2 separate regions of the Arachis hypogaea genome follow, and region 2 is linked to region 1. A link is a contact called in public Hi-C data. All regions are on one chromosome and are shown on one strand. Each heading gives the region's core, a stretch centred on a gene start, on an enhancer-like site or on the middle of the called end of the contact. The rest is flanking DNA. Distances are from core to core; before and after follow the strand shown.

Region 1 (6,258 bases), core at 3,555-6,054:
CACTAAAAATGCTAACAAGAATATGGAAGCACAATTGAATCAGACAAGACAGCAGTTATCTAAACAGATAACAGAAGAATGCCAAGCTGTACAACTAAGGAGCGGGAAGACATTGAATAAATCAGCTCAAAGTAGTAGAAAGCCAAGAAAGGAACAACTGACAGAGGATAACCAAACCACTACCCAAAATCCCTCTGAGGACAGCAAGAGCCCAGAGAGAAATAATTCTGGCATTCAAACGCCAGAAAAGGGTGAAAGATTGGCGTTAAACGCCCAGTGGATGCCCACTTCTGGCGTTCAAACGCCAGAAAAGGGAGAAAAGTTGGCGTTAAACGCCCATTCCCTGCCCAGTACTAGCGTTCAAATGCCAGTGAAGGATCAGAAACCTGCAAGTGCTGATAGTAACCCCTCTAAGAAGGCTTCTCCAACCACCTCTGTAGGAAATAAATCTGCAGCAACTAAGGTTGAAGAATATAAAGCCAAGATGCCTTATCCTCAGAAACTCCGCCAAGCGGAGCAGGATAAATAATTTGCCCGCCTTGCAGACTATCTCAGGACTCTCGAGATAAAGATCCCATTTGCAGAGGCACTTGAGCAAATACCCTCTTATGCTAAGTTCATGAAAGAGATCTTAAGTCATAAGAAGGATTGGAGAGAAACTGAAAAGGTGTTTCTCACTGAAGAATGCAGTGCAGTCATTCTAAAAAGCCTACCAGAGAAGCTTCAAGATCCAGGAAGCTTTATAATACCATGCACATTAGAGGGTGCTTGTACCAAGACAGCTCTATGTGACCTTGGAGCAAGTATCAACCTAATACCTGCATCCACTATTAGAAAGCTTGGCTTGACTGAAGAAGTCAAACCAACCCGAATATGTATTCAACTTGCTGATGGCTCCATTAAACATCTGGTGCACGAATTGTGAATCTTGCGTTGTAGCATTGCCAAGCTTGTCTGCGATCTGAGTGGAGTGTCGCTATTCGTCCGTCTTGTGCCTGGAATTTGACACATAGATGGAAAGTTGAAACTACTGCCCTGCCCTGTGCAGGTCTTTCGAGGATAATATTGTAGGGACTAGGGCAATCAAATATGAGGTATTGTATATCAATGATCCGTGATAATGGGTGATTTCCCATCATCGTTTTTAGCCATATGTAACCCTTAATTGGCACTCTTTTTCCAGAGAATCCGACTAATTCTTCGGATGAGGGTTGTATGAGTTTTTCAGATATTTTCATTTTTAAGAAAGTGGTATAAAAAAGAACATCGGCGCTACTACCTGGGTCCAGAAGGACTTTTCTTACCAACAGCTCGCCTGTTTGGATGGAGATTACCACTTGGCCGTCTGAGTGTGGTGCGGCCGAGCACATGTCCTCCTTGTTGAAAGTGATTTCTAAGTCAGGTACGTTGTTGTTGCTGTATAGTGTTGTTCCTTTGATTGCCAGCATTGTACGGTAGCTACGTTTCCTTACCGATGTTGTTTCTCCTCCGCCGGCGAATCCTCCGGATATGCAGTTTATAATCCCTTTAGGTGGGATATTGTTTGACCATTTTTTGATTTCCTTGTTTTCCGAGGTTTGTTGACGTTCTTCCTTGTCCCTATCGTTTTCTTTATGCTTCCTTCCTTCGATGTACTTATCTAGGAGGCCTTGCCGAGCCAATCTTTCTAATAGATCCTTGGCTATCACGCACTCGTCGGTTGTGTGCCCATACTTTTGATGGAAAGTGCAGTGTTTACTTTTGTCAACGAAACGCTGATCTTGGTAGCTTCCTGCCCTTGCTGGTGGTTTTATGATCTTGGCGTTGAGGATTTCTTTAATTATCTTTTTCCTTCTTGTGTTGAATTTGGTGTAGTTGTCAAATTTTGGGGTCAGTTTGAAGTGCTTTTTGTGGTCTTTGACATTTGTCGGTCTCATAGTTCTGTCATCCTCTCTCTTTGGTTGTTTTTTCTCTGTTTTTTCGGCTTCGCGGAGTTCTTCAATCTTCATTTGTCCTACCACCCTTTCCCGGAATTCTTCCAGTGTCTTTGGCTTGGTTACCACGATTGTTTCCCTAAATTTTCCGGGTCGGAGTCTGGCCTTTAGGGCATGCAAGTGGACAGCGGGATCTAGATCGGGTATCTCCATGGTTGCTTTTGCGAATCTGGTCAGATAGTCTTTCAAGCTTTCATGAGGACCTTGGCGAATGGTGCCGAGGTAGTCTGATCCGTGTACACATATCCGTGCTGCAGCGAAGTAGTCTATGAAAGATTTTGCCAGTTCCTCAAAAGAGGAGATTGATCCTGTAGGTAATTTTGAAAACCAAAGTAGGGCAGCGCCGTTGAGGTAAGTAGGGAAAGCTCTGCAAAGAACAGGTTCGTTATTAGGGCCATTAAAGAACATCATAGATTGAAATTTCTTAATATGAGACCGGTGGTCACCAATCCCCTTATATGGCTCGAGTGAGGAAGGTAGTGTGAAGTGTTTTGGCATCTAGTAGTTGGTAATCTCCTCGGAGAACGGGTTGTCCAGGGTCAGCTTCTCCTTTGGTGGGTCTACACTTAGCAGGTCTGCGTTGCCTTTTCCTTTGGAACCATTTTCTTCGCGTTTACTAGCGTTACTTTGGGTGGAAAGTTTGGCAAGTCTTTTGACTTCCGCTTGCAGCTCGGCCATCTGGGTGATGAGTTCGGCCTGGGTGAGTTGGTGAATCCCATTGTCGGCCATGCTCGAAGGTTGGGTAACCCTGTGTAAAAAAGAAATACAAAGTGCGATGTAGAGAAATAGTGGGGTTAAATTAACTTTTCGGGCCCCACGGTGGGCGCCAAATATTCTGTTCTGATTCGACCGAGGTCTGTAACTTCCAATCGAGGCTGCTCGGCTCTTGGGAGAGTTATACGTCGTCCGTAAGGTAGCCTTCAAGGGTGACCTCGGCACGATGAAACACGGCGGCGGGAGCACCTGCAAAAAGCACTCCGACGCTCAAGTAAGAATGTGAGTTATAAGAAAGTAAGAGAAATAACTTAGAGTGAGTTCTGTGACCTGTTTCTCCTGGGCTATTGGGTTCGGTTTTATAGGTGAACGAAGTGCTTTGCTTGTTCCGATAATCGTGGTTCAGTTAGTGAGTTCTGTTGTTGTTGGTAACGGCTAGTGGATAGTGTTTGACTTATGCTTAGTTTTTGGTCAAGTGGTTATCCCAGATATGTTCATTCGTCTCCAATCTTTGTGGTCGGTCTTTAGTTCTGATCTTATCTCCGAGTTTATAGGGTACACATCAACTAGTAAGAGCAAAAGGTTGTAATTTGTTCTGTTACAAGTATACCATTTTTGTCGTAGAAGCTATTTGTTGGTTAATAGTTAATACTTTTTAACTTATCTCATATCTACTAGCTTTGCCTCTAAATATTTCACCGATGGTTGGCCCCCGAGTTTAAAAAGTAAATAAATAAAAAAAATAAAATAAGAATTTAATATTCAGTATCCTACAACAGCAGCAAGTCTGGCAAGGAGCGGCTGACTTTCAGTCTCCCTTCAATTCTGCTTTCACATGCGGTCCAGATTGCGCTTCTATGGAGTCGCCGGAATGTGCAGAGCGAGTAGCAACGGAGCTGTGTCTATCTCTCTTAGCTGGTCTTGTCCGTCCCGAGCGTCTGCACTGAAAGAGCAGCCATGTGGCGCCTATTGCAGTTCAGGCCGGCAAGCTTTCCAGGTCGCATGCGAGTGGAGCAGAGGAATCTGGGTTCGCGGGGAGGGGGTTCGGAGCCAGGTAGGGTTGTTGGGCTTAGCCAAGACCCAAAAAAAGGGCAGAGACAGCAGGCAGGAGCCGGGGTCAGGAACCATTTAAAATAATTTTCTTCCCGGCGTTGCAAACCAGAGCGAAAAAAGAGTGACGGTTTCAATGCACCGGCGTATAGACAGGGCATCACGATAATCAACTGTGACTTGGACGGTAGCAATTGGCAGCCTAACAGAGCTCCCTGGGAGCGGGGAAGACGAGTCTGGCTGGGTTGGGTTCAGGGGCGAATTTCTGGGCGAGTTGGGTTCTTTGGTTGCTTGTCTGAGCCCATTATTGAAAAAAAAAACAAAAAAATGTACTTTTATAATTTTTTTTAAAATATCCAACTTATTTGGATTGGTATTTTTAAAACAATAAAATGTACTTTTATTAGAAAAAATACTTTTATTTAAAAAAATATTTGGACAAATTTTTTTAATTAGATAGAAAAATGAAAAAATTAGTTACTCTAACAATTAATTCAAGTAATAGAAGAAAAATAATTTTTTTATTTTTTTCTTAATATTATTATTTAGGCTAATAAATATTAAATTATGATACAATTTTATTTTGTTAAAAAATTTAGATCTTAATCAATGACAAATTTAAAATAAAATACTAATAATTTAATACAAATTTAATCAAGTACTAAAATAAAATTAAGTTAATATAAATGATTGTTGAATTAATATAGTTACATCGTGAATTGATTCGTTTATAGGGTTAAAACTAAGTTAAACCAAATCGCAATCCAACTCCAACTTGACTTATTAAATTTGATTCGTCTAAAGTTTGATAAGTGAAGCTCATGATTTTGTTAGCGGACTTTGAACTAAAATTTAAAATTATATATTAAATGAATCGAGTTTGAATCGATACGCTCAATTTATTGGCTCAGAAAATTCACAATAAAAATACTTTGTAATTTAATGTGAATTTAATATAATACTAAAAAAAATTAAGATTTTTTTGTGTGACAAAATAAAGCAAATAAACAAAAGAAAAAAAAAAAAGAGGAAGATTTTTTTAAGAAGACATCCCTTCAGTATACTCAACTACATAATGCTCTAGTCACCAAAAAAAAAACTACATAATGCTCTTCTCTCTTTATAAGCAAATTTACTATGAAATTAGCTTCTTAAAGCATCAGACTAAACTGCACATCTAAATCTAATTTCTGCACAACAGTTTATAAAACTTAACAGTCAAATCTGCCACTTTTCTAAGATTCGCTTCCGAATCTTTATGTTAGACTGAGTAACAATATTTTTCATATAAATGGTGTAAAACTTGCACCAAACCCATCGTGCACCCCCCCCCCCCCTCCTGAATCAAAGTAGTGAAAGTCCCAGACCAAAGCAAAACCCTAGTCCTAGGTTCCGTCCCCAGGTTCTCAGCGTTTCCGCTTCTTCCTCTTCCCCCTGTCCGGAACCCAGGCAGCTCAGCACGTCGTCCGCATCCTCGCTGGCTTCTCTGTTCGTGGCTTGGAGCAGCTCGCCGTCGGGTCGCCGCTTGCCGTCGTCTCTGTTCTCGCCGTCGTCTCGCCGGTTGCCGTCCGTGTCTCCGTGGAAGGTTAGTGCCCTGCTTTCAATTCTTCGCCTCCGCTTCTTCCTTTTAATTTTACTTTGGTTATTGATGGCTCTGTGTTTACTGATGACTGAATGCTCGGTTCTTCTTCTTCCTTTTAATTTCTGAAATTTTTATTCAAATGTTCTTGTAATGTTTGTTGCTGTGTTGTAATGGCTGGGTTGTTGAATGATTATTTGATCTTCATCATCGTCATCATCAACAATGTCATTTCTTATTTCTTAATAAGCTCTTTAACAGAGGTGTTTTCGCCACTTGCGGGTGATTTTCCCCACTTCTCTCACCTTTTACTTACTGATTCTGTTCTTCAAAGACCAAATTTTGACATATATCCATGCTTTATTACTCGATTTGAGTATTGAGATTCGCCCCCTCTTTCCTTTGTATATCTGTAAATCGTGCATTACAGTTTATCAAATTCAGATGCCTGCTCTTATAATAAACATTCAGTACTGGTAGTTGGATTTGAGTGGATGCTTTTGCAATTTATTATATGGATACTCTTCATTCTGTAGCAACTCTAAACACGATGCTTGTTGATCTTGGTAATCTGTAGTAAAACATGTCTTAACCTGTCGATGTCACGCATTAAGCTGCTGCAAAACAAGAGAGATGCGCAACTGAAGCAAATGCGCAAGGAGATTTCCCAATTCTTGCAGGCTGGCCAAGAGGCAATTGCTAGAATAAAGGGTAATTGTTCAGTGTTTCATACCGCTTGTTAATTTTATTTCTATCTTAGCTCACTCTGCATATCATTCGAGAACAAAATATATGGGAGGCATATGAAATTTTAGAGTTATTCTGTGAATTTGTTCTTGCTTGTGTACCTATAATTGAGAGCCAGAAGTAAGTCCATACAAATCTAAGTATTTGTGCTTATTGGACGGTGTGTTTTCTTTTTAATTAGCTTACATGAAGATA
Region 2 (6,216 bases), core at 1,436-3,935, 180 kb before region 1:
AAATTTTATTAAAGTGTGCTATATATCCTTTTAAAAAGATCATTCCAAATAAATTTAGATAAATGTTACTTTAGATATATGAAAAGGCAACACAGAAAAATTTAGGTAACTGTTGCTTTATGTTTATGAAAAAAGTAACTTAAAAAAAATCTGAACAAGTTTTGCTTTAGGTATATGAAAAGGCATCTTAAAAAAATCTGAATAAGTGTTGCTTTATGTATTAGAAAATACAACTCGTAAAAAGTGTTGTCATAAAGTCTTATCTAAAGCGTTGTGTTTGGGTACTCTAAGGGAACTCTTTCGTAGAGTTGCTTTTTTTTGTAGAAAAGGCAACATTTTTTGAAGGTTGCCATAAAAAGGGTTCCCTTTGATACACAAAAGCGTTGCCTTAGACAAAAGATAACGGCTGTATAGCCAACCCCCAAAAAGCATTGCATTTTGTCGGAAAGTATTGCCTTTGATAAAAGGCAACACTTTTCCTTATTACAGGCAACGTTTTTAAAGGGTTGCCTCAGCCGAATTTGTTGTAGTGTAAATTACACAAAATTTAACATAATTACTCATTGAAATTCGAAACTGAGGGGATGAATAATTGGGATAGAAAATAGAGCTTACTTATAAAATTGTTCCAATAGATTTGTAGAGCTCGACGCGGTGGCCGCAAACGGTGCGACAATCGAAACTCGGAGTAGGAAGTTATGGCAAGTTGAATGGAGGACAAGGATTTTGCTCTTGTTCCCCTCTCTTGAATTTATTTCAGCGTTCTTGCTGAATGAAGGAGGAAGAAGGAGTTTTCTTTAAGTGTGGGTGACTTTGTGGGTTGGGCCATGGGTCCAATACAGGTCCGGTTCATTCGGTTCAATCTATTCACCCAAATCTTGGGTCAAATTCTTCAAAATTAGTGTCAAAATTCTTAGTTTAATTAGTTCTATCTCATTAAACTATAAAATCTAATTTTCTATTTTTCTTGAATAAATGTTAATTTATGAGTTAATTATTTATTAATTATCGCCAACCTTGTTTTTCGAGCATAGCCATATTAAAGGCCCTAAGATCCTTGAAATTTAAACCTCCTTGAGACTTTAGTCTATAGATTACAATCGATTTAATCTAGTGTATTTTCTTTTTTTCGTTCTTCTCTGTCTCCACTAAAACTACATTATCATCTTGTAAAATTCTTCCATTAATGTCTCTGAAAGCTTAAAATAGCTCAAAATATAAATAGGAATAGCAGTTGTCACCGCCTTAATGAGCACTTATCTGCCACTGGCTAATAACAAGAATTGTTTCCACTGCTAAAGCTTCGTGGTAACTCTATCCTTAATATAATTAAAGGTAACCTTCTTAGACTTGTTAATCACGGAAGGGAGACCCAAATATCTATCATGGTTCCCTATATGAGGCACTTGTAATATATCTACCAATTGATTCCTTATATCTCTGGTGTGTTATATCTGAAAAAACTGATGATTTGTCTAATTTAATGACTTGACCAATAATTTAGAAATAGGTCTATAATACACTCAATAAGTGTTGACAATCCTCCTTTGTAGCTCTACCAAATAGAATTGAGTTGTCCACAAAGAATAGGTGGCTAATAGCAGGGCATATGCGATTAAGTCTCAAGCCAATAATTTCTTGCCTCTATTCTCCTCTATGGAGCAGATGGAAGAGTCTCTATGCACAAAAAAGAAATAGATGGAGAGAGAGAGAGAGAGATTATCTTGCCGTAATCCTCGACATGGTTTGAATAAACCATAAAGTTGTCATTTTCACCGTAATAGAATAAAAGATTGTCATTACATACTCCTTCATCCAGTCCACCTACTTTTTGCAAAAACCCATCTTCTCCAACATAGCCCAAACAAAATTCTATTCCACTGTATCATATGCCTTATTTATATCTAGTTTGAGAGCCATCTTACTATCTTTAAACTGTCTATTCTTTAAAAAATGTATGAACTTATGAGCAATTAGCACATTATCACTAATAAGTCGACCCTTGATGAATGCACTCTGATTTGGGCTAATAATTTTATCCATGATATTTAATTTTATAGAGATATTGCTCAAACTAATAAGACAAATTTACTTCATAGTATAAGCATTAGAGACCTTTAGTATCAAATAAATATTGGTACGATTAGAAGCCCTCATTAAATGACTCTCTGAAAAAAGTTAACCACTATCTGTATCACATCAGTCCTTATAATATCCCAAAAAATTTAATAAAATTTAATAGTAACAAAATGATATTAATCCAATAAAATCTACCAAATAGAGGGAGATATATTTGTAAAAAAGGTTCTAAAAATAATTTTTGATGTAATATTTTATAAACTTACTTTAAAAAATAATATTTTTCTATTTTTAAATTTGAGTAAATCTAGATCAAGAAAATTTTTTTGAATATTTTTTTATGTAAATAACAAAAAATTCAAATTATTTTGAAAAAATAATTTATTTTCTTACTTTGTAAATATTTTTTTATATGTTTTAAAAAAATATGGATGTCTTTTTACCACGAATTAAAAAATAATAAATTTTGATCATATTTAAAATGATCAAAATATCATTTTATTACTTGGAGAATCATCTCATAAAAAATTAAATGTTTTGAAGGTCAAAATTATAATTTATCATTATTAATATCAATGATTTCCACGAGTTTATAAAAAAAAAAAAAAAAAGGAAATATACTAGCACTTTTTTTACTCCATTACGTGGAATGAGAAACCCTCTCTTTCTCTCATCAATGCCTTCAGTTGAACACCATAACCTGTCTGCCCTCTGCAAATTCTCTCTCTCTCTCTCTCTCTTTCTCTCTCAGTTGCTATGATCATTGAACAATTTTGACTCAGTAAGGCTCCATTCTTTTCCTTCTTCTTTTATTCACCATCGTCCTCCATGAAATGTAAAAGAAAACAAAAACAAAAACGACCCTTTGATTGTGCCATTAATTTTAGGGTTTATTATTTATTTTTAATTTAGTTCAGCAATATTGTATAAGTTGAGCCTCAATTTCTAATGCCAGTATAGTTTGTCCATAGATAGAGCTAAAATTACTATTCTTTTTTACATGATTAAGAAGCATCATTTTTTTTATTTTGTTTTTGGTTTTGATGTTTCCCAATTACTTACAGGTTTATGGACTACTCTGATTTCCTGAAATTGTTGATTTCCATTGTTGTTTGGTGCACTGCTTACATTGCTGTTGCCATTCTTGATTCCTTTCGTGCCGTTAATTGTCTTTCAGCTTCCTGAGCTTGAGAGAGGTCAGGGGAGATTGCTCAGGATTCAAATTATACCAAAGCGTTATGGGTTATGCACAACTTGTTATAGGTCCTGCTGGCAGTGGCAAGGTAATTTACTGTATCATCTCATTTGTGTGTTTCTTATGATAGGACACTGAATGAATGGAGAAATTCTAGCATGATCTTTGTCAAGCAAAAGAAAAGTTTTTTTATACTGTTTGGCACTTTACACAATTACGCTTCAGCCATTTTCTAGAATAATGTAGTGAATGTAAGAAGCAACAAGCAATGACCTCCAACTTTGATGTGCAGATGGTGAATGGAATAGTGTGTTTTGAGTGTGATCTTTAGGAGACCTTAGGAAAAAATTTGTTAAAGCAGAGTTAGTTACAAATGATGTATTGAAGAGGAGAGGAAGAACAAAGAAAACTTTAGCAGAAATTATTAGAAGAGATTTAAATATGAATGGATAAACACAGAGATGACTTATGACCGGGCACAATAGCATTGGTTGTTCCATGTATCTAACTTTAGTTGTTGTTGTTGTCTTTGTTGTTTTGTGTATTGTCTAATCTTTGTATGCTAACTACACCTAGTGGGACAAGATTAAACTCTGTTTGCAATTTTCTTTCTTTTAATTTTGCTTTTTTAAAAGTGGGTTCTTGTAGCTGTGAATCTATTAAGATTCGTCTGAGTGTCTGATTTTGTTTTCTCTTATTAGTCCACATATTGTTCGAGTTTATACAAACACTGCGCTGCTCAGCGCACAATGTATATTGTGATCCTGGACCCTGCTGCTGAAAATTTTGAGTATCCTGTTGCGATGGGTAAAATAAAATGATTTGTTACTTTTACAGATTCAGTTGTTCGGTTTTGTGGAGCCTAACAGTTTTACTTTCAAGATTGTTGCAGATATAAGGGAACTTATTTCCCTTGATGATGTTATGGAGGAACTTGGGCTAAGTCCCAACGGCAGTCCTATATACAGCATGGAGTATTCTTTTGTATTGATTTTAAGTTTTTCTGTTCTAACTTTTAAGCCAATGCCGTTGTTCATGCTGTGTTGATAGGTAAGTGACTTTGTTTGCTAGTATAAGTGAGTAACACCTGTTTTTATGTTGCAATCTTTTCTTGCTTATTTCGCTTATTTGCATTGTCAAAAGTTTGATAAAACCAACCCTTGTTACCTTAAAAATTATATATAGACACCCTGAAGATAATCTGGACCTTTGGTTTAATGAGCAACTGGAAAATTATTTAGATGATGATTATCTGGTCTTTCTGCCCAAGTATTCATTCTTATCTCTTAGTACCTTTCTGTTTTGTACTTAGTCTGCAAATGTTAACACTTAATGGAAAACTTTGATTGTGAGGTGATAATATTGTTATAAATGCAGTTGCGTGAGTACATGAGATAACAATGAAATATGTCTTTTTTTATCAAAACAGTTGTTTGGCAAGTTTGTTATGTTTCTTATAATTGTTTTTATTTTTTCCACCTATAAATTTGTTTGGTTGAAATTTGACCCAACAAAATTGTTCTAAGTCAATTCACCATTCTTTTATTTTTTTTTTTTCCAGATCAGATAGAATTTTGTTCACATGTCCCAGTGCTAAAGAATTTTGTGGAGCATTTGAAACTTACAAATTTTAATGCATGTGCTGTGTACTTGCTTGATTCACAGGTTTGTGGCAGTTGTTCATATAGACATATATCATGTTTCCTCTTAGGCGGCGACTCTGGTGTAGAAGCTCTTATGGCTTCTACACATGTAGAAGTGCAGTGGTGGATGGAGCTCAAGACACGTGTCTGAGGAGCTCAAGACCGGTGATGTGCAGGGCATGTCCAGTTTTTATCACGTTGGGATTATGACAGTCTCCTTGTGTAATTATGTGTATTAGTGCTTAATGAAGATATCATGGTTACGTGCCTAGAAATTGGGCTGAATGTTGAGGATTTTGTTTTGAAGAGCGTATTTTTTTAATTTAAGGGCAATGTTTATATCCAGCAATTTTAGAAGCTGAAAATGTAAAAGATATATAGAAGGTTGTTTAATTTGTCATATGTGATTTGTTAATTTATTTGGTTTTGAAAAAACAATTCAAATAAATATAATTACATTTAATTAAAAATATAATTTATTATCACTTATTGAATATGTACTTTTTTTGGGCGTTTATATTTCTCTCAAAAAAAATTGTGATATTGTTGAACAAAGCAAACTAACTTTGTGAATTATTTGAATTAAATAATTTAATAGTTTAATTTAATATATTACTTCAAAAGATTCATTCAAAATGGATGACATAAATACTATTTAACTATATTATATTATGACTTTTTAAGTTTTAAAATTATTTTACTGAATATAATTGTTGTTACTTGTATTTATTAAATATATATGCTACAATTTTTAAAAAATTCTTTCAAAAATTAATTTTAATAAATTACTTTTAAACTTAAAAAGTTTTATCAAATTAGCGTTATATCTAAAAAAACAAAAGATATACCACTTTTACAAATTGTAGTCTTTAATAAACCTACGCTAAAAATTAAACTACGAAAAATTTATTCTCCCGATTTTTTGTTACTCATTTGTATTCATTTTCTAGGGGTGATATTGTCTTTTAGCATCAATTACATTACTTTTTTGTTGTTTACTATCATTCATTTCATTTTAAACATTTTGATATTAAGTCTATAAATTATTTTTCGACTAACCTTTTTTTAAAATATTGAATGTCAACTTTTGTAATAAAATTACTTTATAATATAATATCTTTTGAAACAAGATATTTTAATTATATATATATTACCCAAACATCAGATTATGATCATCCAATTACTTAATCAAAACTGACCCTGACATATTTATCAAAATCTACTAGATAGATAAATATTAAAAATGTGGTTCAGATTTTTTCTTTTTTGGGCAAAAATTTCGAATTTTTGGTCCTTTTC

Evidence for each region. A called contact is a pair of places that touch in the nucleus more often than the background predicts.
Region 2: a Hi-C map of leaf shows a contact between it and region 1, with 2.6 times the contacts expected there. The contact joins the promoter of LOC112783696 here to the promoter of LOC112782527 in region 1. A contact is called at or near these places in 2 of 8 Hi-C or Micro-C datasets (both in leaf).

The regions. Positions count from the first base shown.
Region 1 is chr20:123,270,641-123,276,898 of arahy.Tifrunner.gnm2.J5K5, reverse strand. It overlaps LOC112782527 (chaperone protein dnaJ 1, mitochondrial), which reads left to right and starts at 4,804. Exons shown (of 21, transcript XM_025824941.2): 1 at 4,804-5,322; 2 at 5,894-6,027. The coding sequence starts at 5,916.
Region 2 is chr20:123,444,495-123,450,710 of arahy.Tifrunner.gnm2.J5K5, reverse strand. It overlaps LOC112783696, which reads left to right and starts at 2,685. Exons shown (of 12, transcript XM_072229690.1): 1 at 2,685-2,860; 2 at 3,144-3,362; 3 at 3,976-4,081; 4 at 4,167-4,248; 5 at 4,460-4,534; 6 at 4,536-4,543; 7 at 4,836-4,939. The coding sequence starts at 3,318.